Regions from separate parts of the Gossypium hirsutum genome. Here region 1 is linked to region 2. A link is a contact called in public Hi-C data. All regions are on one chromosome and are shown on one strand. Each heading gives the region's core, a stretch centred on a gene start, on an enhancer-like site or on the middle of the called end of the contact. The rest is flanking DNA. Distances are from core to core; before and after follow the strand shown.

The links. A called contact is a pair of places that touch in the nucleus more often than the background predicts.
Region 1: a Hi-C map of leaf shows a contact between it and region 2, with 1.7 times the contacts expected there. The contact joins the promoter of LOC107892051 here to the promoter of LOC107892057 in region 2. A contact is called at or near these places in 4 of 34 Hi-C or Micro-C datasets (all in leaf).

The regions. Positions count from the first base shown.
Region 1 is chrD09:15,754,549-15,757,395 of Gossypium_hirsutum_v2.1, reverse strand. LOC107892051 (dihydrodipicolinate reductase-like protein CRR1, chloroplastic) reads right to left here and starts at 1,334. Exons shown (of 10, transcript XM_016817016.2): 1 at 1,187-1,334; 2 at 977-1,099; 3 at 803-877; 4 at 662-727; 5 at 405-500; 6 at 171-287. The coding sequence starts at 1,297. LOC107892052 (protein COFACTOR ASSEMBLY OF COMPLEX C SUBUNIT B CCB2, chloroplastic) reads left to right here. Exons shown (of 8, transcript XM_041101848.1): 7 at 1,172-2,847.
Region 2 is chrD09:15,161,770-15,164,469 of Gossypium_hirsutum_v2.1, reverse strand. It overlaps LOC107892057 (zinc finger CCCH domain-containing protein 48), which reads left to right and starts at 1,289. Exons shown (of 9, transcript XM_016817028.2): 1 at 1,289-2,169; 2 at 2,529-2,624. The coding sequence starts at 1,723.

The sequences.
Region 1 (2,847 bases), core at 85-2,584, 590 kb before region 2:
ATTGTCAAAGCATAATGCAAAACTACATTCATATACTTCATTGCACCACACATTCTATAGATGTGTGTTTATTTCATTTAACTTTGGATGACTGCCGTGACAACTGCATCTCGACATTTGTACTGAAAGCCATAGAAAATATAAAAACCCAAATGTAACTTGTAGCTTACTGTTGCATGCGCCCTTGATTCAACAATTTCTACATTGTTGTAGTGGAAGGAAGCTGAAATGGCAGCTTGCTGGAGGAGAATAGATCCTATAGACAGAGTTGGTGCAACTAGGCAACCCTAAAATATTTCGTATTCGTTAGAATTACAACAAGTTACTTGGCTCTGCAAATTAAAGCGGTATAAAATATTTTGTGAGACAAGTAGACATTGAAATATATCTCACCCTGTCCTCACCATGCTGGCTTTCTCGCAAAATGCAGATAATGCTGATATTGTGTCAACCGTAATCCGAGGCACATAAACCACACTTCTCAGACCAAATGCTGTTGCCTATGAGAAGTTGAAAAGAAAACTATTATCAGCTATTCTAGTATAACTCTTAGAAAATTTACATTTCAGTGGTCATATGAAAAATATGGTTTATCCTTGCTTATTCACTGAGGCTGCAAAATAAGTTGATATAAGAATATAGTAGTGTTTAGATACCGAACCTGTTTTACGTTGTCATAAACTGCTGAAGGCTTAGTGAAATCAACAACGACTCCTGTCTCTTTTGACTGATAGAATTATTGTGATCAAAATGGTATGACCGGTGAAGTCAACTTAAAAAGATATTGAAATTGGAATGCTACCTGAGATATCGAACCTAAAACCATAGTGAGATCATTCACGATAGGAATTTCTAGAGGCTCTTCCATATCACACACCTAATGTAGAAAAAGGAACTGTTAAAAGTTGGATTTTATAGCCAAGTGATTATTGAGGGGGTAAAAGTGCATGGAACAAGACATGAATGGACTTTAAACCTTTCCTATATCTTCTCCCACACAATAGGAATCCACTGCACCGGCCACCTCCATTCCTCTAGCTTTAGTCACTGCAATTACTGCAGCCCTTCCTATTTCCTTTGCTGCTCCATTTATAACAACCTGTTTCCCCAAATTGTGAACAAACAACTTCTTAATCACCATGAATAGTAACGCAGAAAATTTTTTGTGCAGGTATTGAACCACTACCTTAATATTGCTTTGAGAGGGTTGCACTGAGCAAGAGAAGGAAGGCCTAACTCTGGCATTGCAAGGAAGTCGATGGATAGCAAGATGAAACTGGCAGCTCAAGGTCGCCATGGATGTTCTTAAATATATTTAGCTACTGAGCCTTCTCAGCTGATAAGGGTAAAATCTTCTTTGCCTAAAACCTTTTATTGTCACGCATGCTTTGTTCCTCGGATAAGGTTTGTGTGGGTTTTGACAAGCCTCTTTTGGAGAGTATTGTATGATAGCGACATGCATGTCTTAGCAGTGAGCTCGTATAATTCATGAAATAGGCTGCTAAGTATTTTATTTTTCTTTACTCTTTTAATTATAAGATTCGGTGAAATAAAAATTCACCGTTTGCTTTTTGATTTTATCAAGTAATAAATATTTGATTAATTGAAACCCAAAGCAAAAGAAATCCGAGGTGTTATAAACTACACAGTTTGATTATCTAACTTTCATAAGTGTTTATTTTGGGTATTGAGAATAAAAAAAATTACAAATTGAGTACTATTGTTAACAACCGTTTTTCATTTTAGTCTCCCATATTTAATAGACTTTTATTTTGATCACTCGCTATTAATTCAATATTATTTTACACTCATTTTAGTCATTCAACTTTAATAACTTTTCATTTTGGTTACTCATTTTTCTTTTAAAATTTAATTTAATTTAATTTAACCTTTTAGAATTATTTTTTGTTTCTTCTCTGTAAAAGGGAAAAACCAAGGGTTTATAGGAATTATAGGGAAAAATCTTTTTAATTCCCTTTAATTTTTAAAACATTGGGTTTTCACAGGGAAAACCATTTTTTTTTTTAATTTTCCAACCTAGGTTTCTTCAGGAAAATACTTGGTTTGTATGGAGAATTGAGTTAAACATGGTTTCATCTCCAGGATTGAATAACTCAATGTCGTACAAAAGCTAGGTTTATTTTGAAAATATTAAAATTAATTTTTAAAAAGTGAGCGGCCAAAATGAAAACTTATTAAAATTTTATGACTAAAAAGAGTGTACAATAAATTGAATGAACGGTTGACCAAAAATTAAATCTTATTAAAGTTGAGTGACTAAAATGAAAACAATTGTTAATGGCAGTGCCTAATTGCAAATTTTTTATTTCTAATGCCTAAAATGAAAACTTATTAAAGTTATATGACCAACTACGCAGTTTACCTTAAAATTTAACAATCATCAGTTATATAGCTTGTAGTAACCTTAAAAATTTTGTTATATGATATTTTCATATGATTGAGTTAGTGTCAAGAGTCAACTTGACACAATTCAGTCAAAAGAAATTATCAAATTAACCTTGTATATTTTAATTAAGTTATATTATTATGATGACATTTTTGTCTTTCTTTTTTTTTAAAAAAAAGTCAATAAAAAAATTACAAATATAAAGCCAGTGTTATTTGAATCGAACCGGCCGGTTGGATCTTGAATTAGCCGAGGTATTGATTTGGAAAGTGACTTTCAACCTATTAGATTGAGAACCGGCAAACCGATTAAAAAACTAGTTGAACAGAAAGTTGAATCAACTAAAATACCGGTTGAACAGACGTTTGAATTGAGATTTTTTTAAATTTTATTACTCTTTTTGGATTTTTAATTGGACCGGTGATGTAACATCCTATTTT
Region 2 (2,700 bases), core at 40-2,539:
TAAATAAAAACATCATGTGATGACTTGATGGTCAAGGTATTCACCGCTCCAGATGTGATTTGGGTTCAAGTTGCGCTAGGCGCATTTGTTGTTCGGGCTTTACCTTATTATTGTAATTTACCAAAAATAATGTAAGTAAATAAATAAATAAAATTAAAAACAAAATTCTAAATAAATAATTTTAATTTATTATTTATTAGGGACTAAAACAAGAAAGTTATTGTATTTTCTAAATAAATAATTTTAATTTCGATTGAGTTTTAACTCAGATTGCATCGAAAAATGATGTCCATATTTGTGGCATACTTACTAGAACGACACATGACAAACCCAATAGTTAACATTTCTTCAAATTCAATTTATTAAAACAATCTCTAATATATATTGTGGGGATAATGTATAAAAATAAATAATTTTAATGCCAATTGAGTTTTAACTCGGTTTGCATCGGTATTATTGTTTGTGCAGGAGGATGCGGGTTTGAGCATGCTGAAGCATGTTTATCCTCCTATTTAAAAGTTGGGAAAAAATTATAGATAAATTCAGCTATTGTATAAAAAAACAAATAATTTTAATACAGAATGATTCAATTTATCATGTTACGGAGGATTTCTTATCTCAAGACAATTATTATTTTATTTTTTTCGATATCATACCAAATTAATAAATATTATAAATTAAAGGATAAACTACACAAATAGCCACTTTTGTTTACTTTATATTACATTTTAGTCACTTATGTTTGAAATGTTACATTTTAGTCATTTACGTTATCGTTTTATTACAAAGTAGTTACTCTGCCGTTAAAACTTCGTTACCTCCCTAACGACAATCCTACGTGGCAATTCAAATGAGTTTTAACTGTCAACTTAGATGTCCAACTAGGATGAGATAGGTTTTTAATTAAATAAATTTAATTAATTCAAGTTTTTAAATTAATTACACATTGAATTGGAAAAGAAAAGTTTATATCCTTTTTATTTTAGTTTTGTTTTCCATTTTGATTGAAAAACTGTTCTCATCCCAGTTGAACATCCGAATTGGCATTTAAAATTCATTTAGACTGCCACGTAAGATTGTCGTTAGGAAAGTAATAGAACTTAACGATAAAGTGACTACTTCATAATAAAACGATAGCATAAGTAACAAAAATATAACATTTCAAATATAAATGACTAAAATATAATCTGAACCAAACAAAAATAATTATTTTTATAATTTACCCTAAAATAAACAATTCGAGATACCATATTAATAAATATTGCTTTTAACAAACACTATGTTTTTAAGCTTTTTGAAAGGACTTCCGAAGGAAAAAAAAAAGCTTTGCAATTTTTTTTATTTAAAATCAGAACTAAAAAATTTTAGTTTTTACTCAAGATGCTTTTTGGCCCAAAAACAATTTAAGGAGCAATGCAAAACTAGATGGATTATATAATCTCACTTACCGATTTATTTAACGTAAAGCTGACGCGATCTTGTCTAGTTTTCCTTTCTCAGCCATTCTCCACCTTCTCTCCAGCGGCAACGGTCACCGCAGCACTCAACCATCCTCCTCCTTTTTCTGTTTTTGAAGAAATTTTTTTTTTGCGTTATTGCATAATCAATTAGGGTTTCAGCGGTCTCTTTCATGATCGGATTCTTTCGCTCCAAGAATTCCCAGACGCTTAATCCGAAGCTTCTTCCATCTATCTTCTGTTACCGATACAAAAATTGGGGATTATGGATTTAGACGGCGGCAACAGGCGCGTTTTTAACCGACTCGGAGGTTCTTCAGCTGCCTCACCCGACTCCTCAAAAAACCAGAAAGTTTGTTATCATTGGAGGGCCGGTAAGTGCTCCCGTTTCCCATGCCCTTTCTTGCACCGTGAACTGCCTCATCCTTCTGGCCCCGCCGCCGCTACCTCTAATGGATCCGGTGCCCCCAAACGTTTCGCCGATGATTCTGGGTTTTCGGGTCCGGCCCTACGACGAGGCCCCAACTTCAATAATAATCATAACAATAGTTGGGGGAGAATGGGGGCTAATAAGGTGGTTCGGAAAACGGAGAAAGTGTGTAATTATTGGGTGCAAGGGAACTGTAGTTACGGAGACAAGTGTAGGTTTTTACATTCCTGGAGTTTAGGGGAATGCTTTACCTTGTTGAATCACCTTGATGGACACCAGAAAGTAAGTGTATTTGCCTTCTCTTTTTTCTTTTATGCTGTTAATTTTGGTATGAACTTTTGAAGTACCTCACTGCAAAAGCTAGCTATTAGGTGGGTAGAGTCTGCATTCATATGAATCTCACTAGAAAATAACATGCTTTCCATGTGGAATCAAGCCTCACGATTGCCACAAATACTTATGGTGAATGACTCTGATGCCAATTGATATAAACCTGTGGGGAACCACACGGAAAAGCTAAGTGTTAGGGTGGGAAAGCATAACATCTCATACTTTGGATGAGGGATTCAAGTCTTTATCATGTTGTTAGGCACATAACATATTCTTAGCAGTGTATGATGATGGGTTTGTTTTCTGCGCAGGTTGTTACCGGAATTGCATTACCGGCAGGTATGGATAAGCTCTATACTGGGAGTAAAGATGAGACTGTGAGGGCTTGGGATACCAACACTGGTCAGGTGTGATTCTCTCTCTCTCTCTCTCTCCCTCTCTCTCTCTATGGCAGTTTTAGTTAGTCTTCTGCTTCTTGGAATG